3 separate regions of the Mus musculus genome follow, and all the other regions are linked to region 3. The links are chromatin contacts, called in public promoter capture Hi-C maps. All regions are on one chromosome and are shown on one strand. The core of a region is the stretch at or near the end of the contact, and the rest is flanking DNA. Distances in the headings are between cores, read along the strand shown.

Region 1 (4,149 bases), core at 133-2,632, 2.7 Mb before region 3:
TCTCTAATGATCCTTAAATCCTGGTCTCCAGCCTCAATTTGTGCCCGAGGTGGGGCAATGGTCTTGACCTCAGTGTTGGCTGTCCCACATTGAGCTTCTCCTCTGGGACCCAATCTCCCAGAGGGCTTTGTCCTGGACTTTTCTCTTCCGCCCTGTGGCCAGCCAGTGGCAAAAGGCTAGTTCAATGGGCCACCTGAGTGTCCCGCCTACTTCGCACCTCCTCCCTCCCCAAGGTCCCTTCCAGATGCAACCCCGCCCCAACTCCCCAGGTAGCTCCCTGGGTTCTCTCTTCTGTGTCTCATTCCTTCTCACCCCACTTCCCTATGTAAGCTAGAGGCGTCCCTTCCAAACTCCCAAGTCCCCAAGACCTTACTGGCCCCGTCACTCTAGTCGCTGTGCCTTTAGCACAAGTGCATACTCCCTCCAGTGGCCAAACATCTAGCCGCAGCTCATTTCCTACCACTCCCTGTCGTAAATTCGACACTCCACCCTGACTGTATTTCTTGGAGTTCTCGGAACAAGCCACGTTGCTGTCACCCTTCTGGAGAGCCGGCCCCTTTCCAGTCAGTTCACCCCAGCGCAGGACAGTTTGTGGATGGACTAAGATCACGACAAGAGTGATGGAAGCAATCTCCATTTATTGACAGCCTCTTATGTGTGGGGTCTTATCTCTTTCCACCCTTAAAGGGTCGACCTCGCTCATCTTGAGGTGTCACTTGAGGCGCGGCCGATCGATACCAGGAGCCAGGAGGCAGCATTGTCATCCCAAAGGGCGATGGTACTACCGGACACAAACCCTGGGCGGGGTGTGACCGAGGGGCGGAGAGGAGGGGGTCCTTGAACGCCAGAATGAGGAATTGTGACTGGGTTCGCCGCTACTGAGTTAGACCGGCGCGAGACTGCCCCCTGCGGGTCCGTAGGTCCAATCGCGGGCTTCGCCAGACCGTTGCCCGGGGCAACGCGGCGCGCGCCCCTCCTCTTCCCGGCCCTCTGCTCTCCGCCCGGGGCCTGTCCGTCTGTCCGTCACCTTCTCGTCAGACCAATCGTAGTGAGGAGGGGGCGGGCCTCTCAGGCCTCCTTCCAGCCCTGTCGCTCCCCTCCAGGCCAAGACCCCGCCTTTCTTGCCGCACACCTCCCACCCTTCGGTCTGCCCTCGCCGCCAGTTGGCTGGGCTCACCGTCTGTCAATAGGGTGTGAGCTAATGCTGGCGCACAGTGGCCCTCCGGGGCGGGGCCAGGGGCGGTGACGCACGGCGCGGTGACGCAGCGCGACGGCGGCGGCGGCGGCGGCGGCGGTGGTCGGTGCGGGAGGAGGGAGGGGAGCTCTCGGGCCAGAGAGGGGGCGACGGCGGCGGCGGCGGCGGCGGCAGCGGCGCGGGTGGCGGCGGCTGCCCGAGGAGGTGCGGGTGGCGGCGGCGGCGGCGGAGGCCGAGGCGGTGAGTCTCGGGCAAGGCCGGGCCGGCGGGCGCGGGGCGGCGGCGGTCGAGGCGCGCGGCGCTCCCCTCAGGGCGACCCAGGCCGCGCGGCCGGCCCCGCCCCCTCAGGGACCCCGCGCCGCGGGCTGCGGCGGGCGGCTGACTCGGGCCTCGGGAGGCCGGAGGATCCTGGAGGACCCCTTAGGGTTCCGCACTCAGCCCGTTTCTCCCTACCCGGGCCCCTTCCTCAGTTTCCCTCCCAAACCGTCACGCCCTGGGGCTAGCCGAGGGGCCGGGCCCGGGGACTTCTGTCCTGACTCGGCACACATCTGCCTGGTCCTCCCGCACGACTCCAGCGGCCTCCCCGGAGACCACCCTCAGCTTTCAACTGCCTCCTCTGGGGACGCTCCCTGTGGATCCCCGCCCTTTGGTCCTTGGTTCTCTCCTCACATCTTCCTCCTGAATCGCAACACATTCCTTGGTGGCTACTCGTCATCTGTCTTCACAGCACAGATATTCCAGGCATCTCCCCCAGGAAGAACCTTAAAGCCCCTAAACCGCCCCCAGATACTCTCTGCATCTAACCCCCCCCCCATCTGCATCACATATTCAAGTCATCTCTCCTTCAGACTTCTTCAAATACCCCCAAGAATTTACCCTTCTACCTCTCCCCATTCCAAAAGTCTTAGAGATTTTCACTCTTATCCCCAAATTCTTCAGGATGTCCCTGGTGAACACTACATCATCCTTAAAGAGCTTGCATATCCCAGAACAGTCGTCCTCAGATACTCAGGAAGTGCTCTTAGATGCCAAAACTCACCTAGAGGACCCTCTCCTCTCCTCTCTTTGCTTCCACCTCCTATATACGCCCTGTCCTCTTCTCATATTTCTTAGACCCTTCTATAGATTTCCAAACTCATGTTACACAAATATTCCCCAGCTTGGAATGCTCTAGAGGTAATCTCATGTACCCCAGCCCTTTTCTCCTCAGCCTCTACACCTTCTAATCTTGAAAATCTCCAGAGTTCCTCTCATATTCCCAAAACCTCTTCCAAAGCCTGTCTTCTGTATCCCAAATCCTTTCCAGTAACACACACCACATGTTTTAAGAATAGTGTACGGACTCCAAAAAAGTTTCCTCATAGCCTCTATTCTTCTCAAACTTTTCTTGGATAACCTGAAAATTTGAAACTCCCTTTCTAGCCTTTGGTAAACTTTCTGACACTCTTCCTTACAATACTGAAACACCCCTCTAAGCTACAGCTTTCAGGACCCCCATGCATCACAGAACTTAGTAACCCTGAGATGGCCTTTAGTTCTTTCTTTTTCTCAGACTTTCTTATTAAAAGACTTTTCTAGCTATCTCTTCCTCAGAATCTCCCCCACCCCCAATTCTCTAGAACCATCTTTAGAAAGCCTTGCATACCTACCTAATCTTTCTTCAGTATAGCTGAACACCCAGAATTCTTTGTGGAAAACCTACTCCAATGCTTTCAGGTCTTCATTAGGAGTCTTCTTCCCTCAGCCCTATATGCTTGGGGTTTTTTTTTGGGGGGGGTTGTTTGTTTTTAAACTTGAGATTTCTCATAAAGCCCCCCAATGCCTACCCTACCCTGTATTTAAAAATCCCTCTGTCAGGACCTTTCTCAGAAGACCACTTCCTAAGACATTCTTTAGAGATTTTTCTCCCAAGCCCCGTGTCGGTAATCTATAGCACTTTCTGGAAACCCACCCTCAATTTTCTTCTCTGACATCCCCAGTCTTATTTCAGGAATCTGTCAGATGAATCCCAGTTAGGCTAAATCTCTTCTTGCTTTCTCTTATCCCTCCATTCTTAGTCCTTTGAAATTATAAACTCTTCTGGATACTCAGCCTACTTCCCCCACTATTTCTGCAGGGGCCCCAGCATCCTTCAGACTCTCCCTTCCCAAACTTCCTCTACTTCTGGAATCCTAGTGCTTGAAGACTTCTCTCAATAGACCAGCTGACTGACCTACCTATCTTCCTTCTTTCCTTCCTTCCTTTATTTTTAGACATGACCCCCATAGGTCTCTCCTTTCAGAAGTGGAAAGATCTCAACACCTACTTAGAAACTTTTTGAGGACTCACTTCAACTTTCTTCCTTTCATTTTTGAAGACCCATTACTGAAGCACTCCCTTTCCCTCTGTCAGTGGCTCCCAAAATATGGTTAGTTAGACCTGCAGCAGCATTGGTTGGAAAATGCCAATTCTTGGGTCTTACTCAGACTTAATCAGAAAACCTCAAAGCAGAGCTCAACAATCTGAGTTTTTAACAAATGCTACTGGTGATTATGATGTGTGCTCTCAAGTTTGAGAACCACTGCTTCTAAGAGGCTTGCTCTCTCTCTCTCATACTCTCCCTCTTTCTCTCTCTCTCTAATAAAAAGTCTCCCTGAAAGAGTGCTTAAAATGTGCCTCTAAGCCCTGCTGCAGACCCTCATTTTCCCAAGGATCTACTGTGTGATGTACCCATCCTCCAGAAAGACTTCTTACCCACTTTGGAAGGATCTTGGCTTCTCCACAAGGTTACCCCACCCTCTGAGTAATTACTTCAGATTCTGCCTTTGAATGGTTCCTTTTCAGCTCTCCCTCAGCACTGTCTCCTTCTTCCCCTCTGATCCACTACAGAGCCTTTGCTGCTTTTGCTTTAAATTGCTGCCTCCATGAACATACATGTCCCTTTCATCTCCTCATTTCTCTCTCCATATGGCCAT
Region 2 (3,859 bases), core at 74-2,573, 2.8 Mb before region 3:
ACCCCTTTTATAAATATGTACTGAGCATTTACATACCAATAATATCAAGGCTCTGGCTACGAGCAAAAAGCATAGTTCAAGGTCAGCCTGGGCTACGTCCTGAGACCCTGTCTCACGAAACCAAAACCAGCCAGCCAAACACAAAACCACAGGCGGCAAAGGAAAGGAAGCTTTGCCAGAAGCTGGCAAAGGATTTAATAGCACAAGGTAGGACATTTTGCCCCTTAGAGAACATAATGTTTGAGGAAAAACCCAAAGGAACCCTGGGAGTCAGGAGGATGCTTAAAGAAGAGAATCTTCCAGACAGAAGAAAAAGCCCGTGAAAAGAACCAGAGAAAGCCTGTTTGGGAAAACCTGTAGCCTCAGTCTCCCAAGGGGCTCAGCTGGGGAAAGCATTTGCCTAGAATTCTCTAGGGCCGGGGACTTCCCTAGTACTACTGCTTGCCTGTCCTGTATAAAAGCCCTAAGTTCAGTGTCTGATACCCAAATAAACAAATAAAACCCTCAAAATCCTTGATGAGAAAGCATTTTTAAATTTTTCAGTAAGACCTAATGAACCCATAGGTGGAAGGGTGTATTAGTTTATGGGCTTTGTTTCCGCTGTGTTTTCCATTTTGATTAATTTAAAAACACTTAATTACACTTATCCCTCTATTTTATGTCTATGGCTCTCTTGTGGAGGCTACAGATCAACTCCTGGGAATCAGTTCTACCGTGTGGGTCCAGGAGATCAAACTTCAGGCTCGGCAACAAGCGCCTTCTATCCACTGATGCATCTCACACACTCGTGATTGACTGACTTAAAAAAAAAAAAACTTATTTAAAAGATTAAGATCAAATAGTGTCAGATTTCCAGATTCGGACAGAGCTTCATTCAAAACTTGCTTTCAGTAGTCATAAACCAACTAGCATCCTATTAGCTTGTTTACCTGTAAAATGGGTGTTACAACAACAGGGTTGTGTTAACAGTTTACAGCAGAACTAGTCGCGTGCTAACAAAGGCATAATAAGTGCTTAAGAACTGTTTCTGGCCTTTATGTTCTCGTATTCCACTTTACTTTTTTGGGAGCCCGTGGGACTCTGCCACGCGAAAGTCGTTATTTCCCCTTTAAGAGGCGGAGTGGGCGGGGAGTCAACGATCCCGCACCTTTTCAAAACTTCCCAATCTCTGCTCTTCATTCTCCACCTAGCGGTCTCCGATTGGGCCACTCGCACCAATCAGTGGTTTTAGGGAACCCTGCCCGGCTCGCTGCCCCGCCTCCGAGTAGGCCCCGCCCATCACCCGGTCAGCTCCGTTGCCATGGGGACTAGTGGGCGGCGAGGAGTAGGGGAGGCCCCGGATGTTCATTGGGGATTCAACATGGCGGCGGCAGTAGCCGCGGCGGCGGCGGCGCGAGACCGCTGAGGGCGGTACGCGGGCACAGAGTTCTGGGCCAGGCAGCTAGGCCGCGAGCGACCGCGGCGCCAAGCCGGTAGGTTAGGGGGTTACCGTGCAAGGGGTTTGTGGCTGGGGGCGGGTGGGTCTGGGCACGCGCCGTGGGAGAGCGGTTATTCGGAAGGGGGCGGGGCCGGTCGGGTCAAAGTTCACTCTTGGAGGGGAGGGTCGCGTGGAAAAGGGTCGCGGGCCCAAAAATGAGGGAAAGGGGAGGGGACTGTCGCGACCAGTGGTTAGACCGGTGGAGGGGGCGTGGCCGGGTTTGAAATTTGTGCAAAGTTTGGAATACTAAGTGGGGGCGCATAGGAGGGGCTCGGAACGGGTCTCATAAAAGGGGGCGCTCAGAGTAACTTAAGAAGAGGGTGTGTCTGTCAGGGCTGGAGGTCACAACCTAGAGAAGTGGGCGGCTGCCCGGTCAAAGATTTAAAAGCCTCAACCGGAGGAGGAGGAGGAGGTGCTTGAGTTTTAGGTTTTGGGGGGGTGTCTGAGACAGCCCTTAGGTAGAAGGTACGAAGATAAAAATCTGACGGGTGAAGATGTTCTGGGAGGGCCAGAAACTAAAAACTCAAGTGGGGCACGTGCGGTGAGGAGGGGGACCAGGGACATCTAACAGAGCCTTCGAAAGTGTGTCCTGGTGTGTGTGGTGGGAGGAGAAGGGGAGCCCCTTCCCACTGATAATGAAGGCCACACACTGATAAAACACTGATGATAGGCTGGGCTTCCCTCTCCGCGTTAAAGCTCTGTGTATGTACTCATTTAGCGCGCAGTACAGCATCACTGGAGCCAAAGCTGTTATTAAGAAGCTAAGTGATTTGCCCCAGGTCAGCTAATGAAGTAAGGTGAGCAGCTGGGATTCCAGCTCCGGAGCTCTGTCCCAGAGTGCTTCTGTCTCCTGCTGCCTTTCACAAAATCTTGGTGCTGGTAAATGTTTAACGAGAGAGCGCGAGCGAGAGAGCGCGAGCGAGAGAGCGCGAGCGAGCGAGCGCACCGTGTATGCCTGGTCTTGTTTCATCCCTTATCTTGTGAGATGGGTGAGTTGGGTGTTAGAGAACACCCCTGTTTTCCAGGTAGAAAAAGTAATGCCAAGAAAGCTTTGTTAAGAGAAAGGAGCTTTGGTCTGCTACCTGCCACAGGGTCCACTTCCCAGGAGGTCTGTTCCTGGAAGCCACTCCCTGGGTGGGAACAGAGTGTCTGTTTAGCCTCCTTGGAAGGGTGTGACCTGGGAGGGGAGGTTCCACTGGGCCTATGGGAGTGGCATGCTGGTGGGTGGCCCAGAGTCCAGTGAGCCTCTGATTGGGTGGGTGTGACCTTAGGCGCTCTCTATTCCTGACACCACAAGCTCTCCCTGTGGCCTTCAGTGGTTCCCAAACGCTTTACAGTTTGAGCCTTGGTCCTCCTTCCAGGGTTTTGACCTCCTGTCAGCCATCTTTCCACTTCTCTCACTCATGCTTAGCCAACCGTGGGCAGCTCTTGGCTTTGCTTTCTTTGGCCTCCATGGGAGAGCCCATTCTGCCTTCTCCCGGTTCTTGGGGCCATATGCACTCCTGCTGGATTCTGGGCGCTTCTGGAGCATCAGCTGGCCGCAGAGTGTCTGTGTGTGTGTGTGTGTGGGGGGGTGTCCTCAGATACTGTAGCAAGGGGACAAGAGGCACTCAGCCCTACCCTCAATGCCTGCTTGGTCACTCCCATAGGAGCGTACTAAGACCAGCCCTCAGCCAAGGACACTGAGCCTAAATGGAGCAGGGACAGGGAGAGTGCCTGTATATGCTGGGTCTGTCCTGAGGTTCCTGTCCTTGGAAAGTCCCTCAAGGAAGCTCTGAAAGATGAGTAGGAGGGACAGGAAGGGACACAAGGTCAGAAAGGGCAAAGGTCCTGGCCTGCTAGTGGCTCAACCTGGGAAGGACCACGTATAGTAAGTGCCTCCGTCTCCTCCTGTGTAAAGTGGACCTAAGAACAGTGCTGGCTGTGGAGGGTAAGATAGGCACCGGGCAGCCTGGCATGCTGTGGAAGTACTAGTCTCATCGCTGCCTCCCAACTTTCTCCACAGCCAACCCACCCCCACCCCCACCCCCTGTCTGCACCCGACTGTGTCAGAGAGCTGGCATACTACCAGCACCAGATCTGTGAGGTCACCCAAATTCCCAGCCTTGTGGTGCCAGCTTGGCACAGATAAGGAGAGATGGGGGTTGTGCCGTTGGAGACCCAGTTTCAGGCCCCTGCCTTGTCTTTGGGTCCTGAGCAAGTGTTTTTATATTGACTAATTTTGTTCTTTATGTGCTATGGTGGGCTATCGAGAAAAGCAAGCTTTCAGTGTTAGGGAATGCCCAGCCCTCCTTGTCAGGCCACAGGAGTCCAGCCAGGGATGCCATCCACCCAGCACATTACCCCGCTCCATCCCAGCTTCCCTGAGGAACTGGATCAGCA
Region 3 (4,076 bases), core at 1,004-3,503:
GAAAGTCAGACTCTCAGAAAGCCCTGAGGAATACTCCCTCTCTGTCAGAGAGAGAGAGAGAGAGAGAGAGAGAGAGACAGAGAGAGAGAGCCAGACAGAGAGAGCGAGCCAGACAGAGAGAGAGAGAGAGGGATGGAGGGAGAGAGCGATCCCCGACAGGGTCTTACACAAACATTCCAAAGTAACAGACATGTGAATTAGTGCACATGCTCAGGCAAACCTAGCCACAAATGCAAAGGCCCAGTTATGCACTCACAGTAACAGAAACATATAAACCCACACTTGTAAATCTGCAAACATCAGCAGGCAGGTACTCACCAGCAATAGGAAGAACCTTTAGTAACAGACACAGAACAAGCATTACACACACTCAAGAATCCAACATGGTGCACATAATCCCGGCGCTTGAGAGGTATAAGCAGAAAGATCAAGACTTCAAGGTTGACCTTGATTTCACAGAGAGATGCAGGCCAGCCTGGGCTACATGAGACTGTCTTAATAAAGAAGAAAATAAACTAACATGCCCAGACTAGTACAAAAGATTCTCACATAGGCAAACATTCAGATTGTTGAGGAAAGATGGACCAGAACACCTCGAACCACAGATGGACAAAGATCCGAGTCTTCACTTTTTCCTAGTCTGTGACTACTACCATTTCAAGAACCCTATGCGGCGCCCGGTCGCCCCCCGGTGGTGGTTCCTGAGAACTGGGTACAGTTCAATCCGGGCCACAAAGTTTTTTTTTTTTTTTTTTCTTTCAAAAAACAAATCATTGTGGTCAGCTGGGAGGAGAGAGGAAGTCCGACGTGGGCGAGGGGCGGGGTGTCTGGACTGGAACCTCGGGCCCACGTGAGTGTCTGTCCCGCTGCTGAGTGGGTGCTGTGTGTCTAGGTTGCTGTGGTGTGAGCTTGTAGCGTGAACTGTCTTAGCTGAGCTTTGTCGCACGATGCTGCATGCTTGTGCCACACCTACACTGCCGTTTGAAGTCTTATCCTGAATTGATGCTTTTGGCCTGTCACGCCTATTCATTTATTGTGGGATGTTTGCGTGTGTCTAATAGAGAGTGTTTGTGGCTTTTGTTGGGAGTTAAGGCTATAGATGTCGGTGCACATTTGCGTTGTGCGTCTCGGTGTTATTTCACTAAGTTTTTGTCTTCTGAGCAAAGGGCGACAGGTGTATGGATTAACACAACCTGTCGTAATTACGGATTCTCGTGTGCGAATTGGTCAGAGTAGACACAGCAAGATTGAGGTTGAGCAACAACGGTTTAATGGATTCGAGATGGAAAGCCGCGAACTTCTGCAGCTATGCCCAGAGCGGGAAGGCTCTATGGTTGCGTGCAGAGTGGCTTGTCTAGCAACCATAGAGAAAGCGCCCTGGGAGGTTGTGCATCAAAGGGAGGGGTGCGATTTACCACACAACTTTTCTCCCGTTGTTAGCCTAGCCCCTGCTTTCAACCCTTCAGCGCTCTCCAGGACCAATTTTGTTGTTGTTGTTTCTCATAAAGGCAACTGGGTTTCTAACAAACGATGAGTAACAGATCCACTTGATTTTCATTCCGTATTATACCCTGCTGTACGGAGAACTTTGAGAGGCAAGCCTCTCAAGAATGGCCAATCTAGTTCGCTTTTTCTAAAGCGCTCAAGCTCTGGCAGTGGTGAAATATAACAGTAACTGCGATTGGCGAACAGGTTGTTTTGAAACCGCCCTAACGGCAAGGGGCGGGGCCTCGGTGAATTAATCTCCTTCCGGTTCCCGAAAGGCAACAGGAAAGACGAGGGTTGGCCGGCCTCTTCCCGCCGCATTTGATTGGTTGTGGTGGTTTTACCCGCTTGGCCTCCGCGAGGGGGCGTGAGATGAAGACCAGTTAGAATGTGTTTTACAGAGAGTCTGAGGGAAGCACGGCGCGGAGAGACTGGGCGGTTGTTCTGAGATCTGGCTGCTAATGGCTCCAAGTCGTTACTCCCTTTCCTTCATTTGACTGTACCGCAGCGGGCGCGCGAGCGCTACCCAATCAGCGCTTGCTCCGCCTCTCGCCTTTTCCCGCCCTCCACTCTGGCCGCGACTTCAACGTAGGCTAACGCTTCCTCTTAGGCAGCTCCTGAGCCCTCTAGTACCGTTCTTTTGAAAGCCACACTGTGATTGGCTTGGTTCCCGGGCCCGCGCCCGTTGCCCCATGCGCTGACCAATTGAGACTCGTTTTACATCGTACGGTCCGGGCAAGGGGGAGGAGGCGGCGGCGGCCATCTTGAGCCGCCGCCGCCATTGGAGTGGCCCCCCCTTTTCCCCCTTCGCCTCCTGACAGGCAAGGTTTAGGGGGGACAGAGCCCTGGGAGGCCGGGCCAGGCTCGGGGGCCGCCCCGGGGGCCCGGGCCATGGATGTGCGTCGCCTGAAGGTGAACGAACTTCGCGAGGAGCTGCAGCGCCGCGGCCTGGACACTCGCGGCCTGAAGGCCGAGCTTGCTGAGCGGCTGCTGGCGGCGCTAGAGGCCGAGGAGCCCGAAGACGAACGGGAGCTCGAGGCTGACGACGATCCGGGGTTACCTGGGCACAACAACGAGGAGGTCGAGACCGAGGGGGGCTCCGAGCTGGAGGGGACCGCGCAGCCACCGCCGCCCGGGCTGCAGCCGCACCCGGAGCCCGGCGGCTACTCGGGGCCGGACGGACATTGTGAGAGTGCGCGGGGCGGGGGACCGGGGAGCCTGGAGTCCGGGCCGAGGACGGGCTGTGGGACGCGGGAGCTCGACTCCACAGAGATCCAGGAGATGGTCTGAGGAGCCAGGGATCCTGCCACCTGCCGTTGTAAAGGATCTGCGGCCAGGGCCTCGGGGCAGCCTGAGGGCGGATCCTGGCCTTCGGTGCAAGGAAAACCGTGTGGAGGGGGATGGATTTTATTTTAAGGCGACCAGGGTCCTAGCGGGCGGGCGGGGAGGATTTTATATCCTGGGATTCGGAGACTGGAAACTGCTTTGGGGTTCTGTTTTGTGGCTTTGAGTTGGAAAAAGTCGGAAGAACTAGACGTTTTAGGGAAAGGGGTGTCGGGGGGCGGCGTCTTGGAAAATGAGAGATTCTAGCCGAGCGGTGAGCTGACAGCTTGGGGTAGCCATGCTAGTCCACCGTTTGGGCTGAGTCTCAAAAGCTGGATTTTCAGGTAGCGGAAGAATGGCCTAGGGTGCAGGTCAGGGAGAATTTTAAGGGTAGAAGATCTTTGATTTTCTTCACGGATGGGATAAGATCTGCTTAGTGCTGGGGGTGGACTGGCACTTTGGACCTACGGGTGTCCAAGGCTGGGAAGAGTCTCCCAAAACATGGACTGAACTCTCCAGTGTGTGCCAGGTGGCCTTTTAGGAGGTAATGAAAGACCAGCAGATTTGGAAACCCCTATCCCCAACTCCTACATTTCCTCGAGGTTACAGGGTCAACCTTGAGGGCAGGTACAACTTGTATGTTTGGTACTGGGAGGTCTAGGCTATCTAGTTGGCTTCCAGAGGAGATTTGGGATCTAAATGGTGACAAGAAAGGACAGAATCTTCTCATGGACAAAGAAACTAGAGGGCCTAGAATTGGAAGGACTCAGGTTAGTACTCTGTGGTTTCTGCTGAGTGGCCTTGCATTCTTAACTATGGGTAGTTTTTGAAACAGGAGTTGTGGGGAATGAGTTGGTAACTCTGGTGGGACCCTTGTGTGTGCCAGGGATCATGTGGCTAGTCTAGCAGGTGTGGGGGAGGGAAGTGTGGAGGGTATGAAAAAGAAAGAAAACCTGTTGCTTTGGCTGGGGGCCTCATGATGAAGCAGAGGGAGTATTCCTTTCCAAGAGAGGGCTCCTGAGTCCCCAGAAATAGTTACTTGTATGCTCAGGGAGATGGGGTGCTCAGGGAATATGGGGGAACTTGATCTGCCCAAAGTGTCTCTAGTTAGGATTGGCATCAAAGAGCAGTCCTTTGAGTAAAGGAGACCCTGGTATGAGAGGGAATTTGGAACCAGACACAGTGGTGTCCAAGACTTAGAGTGTTTTTCTGAGAAGGCACTGTGGAGTTTGGGACTAAACAGTAAAAAGAGAGAAAAAATGAGTCCT

The links. Promoter capture Hi-C pulls out the DNA fragments that hold promoters and counts their contacts.
Region 1: a contact with region 3 is called in a promoter capture Hi-C map of erythroid cells, with 2.9 times the contacts expected there. The contact joins the promoter of Samd4b here to the promoter of Hnrnpul1 in region 3. A contact is called at or near these places in 1 of 39 promoter capture datasets (erythroid cells) and 1 of 115 datasets of contacts at active chromatin or transcription factors (thymic regulatory T cells).
Region 2: a promoter capture Hi-C map of pre-B cells shows a contact between it and region 3, with 3 times the contacts expected there. The contact joins the promoter of Pak4 here to the promoter of Hnrnpul1 in region 3. A contact is called at or near these places in 2 of 39 promoter capture datasets (liver and pre-B cells).

Annotation. Positions count from the first base shown.
Region 1 is chr7:28,433,424-28,437,572 of GRCm38.p6, reverse strand. It overlaps Samd4b (sterile alpha motif domain containing 4B), which reads left to right and starts at 1,382. Exons shown (of 13, transcript NM_175021.3): 1 at 1,382-1,435. It also overlaps a transcript of Gmfg not described here.
Region 2 is chr7:28,595,648-28,599,506 of GRCm38.p6, reverse strand. Pak4 (p21 (RAC1) activated kinase 4) reads left to right here and starts at 1,323. Exons shown (of 10, transcript NM_027470.3): 1 at 1,323-1,472.
Region 3 is chr7:25,752,936-25,757,011 of GRCm38.p6, reverse strand. It overlaps Hnrnpul1 (heterogeneous nuclear ribonucleoprotein U-like 1), which reads left to right and starts at 2,253. Exons shown (of 15, transcript NM_144922.3): 1 at 2,253-2,671. The coding sequence starts at 2,377. Axl (AXL receptor tyrosine kinase) reads left to right here. Exons shown (of 20, transcript NM_009465.4): 20 at 1-512.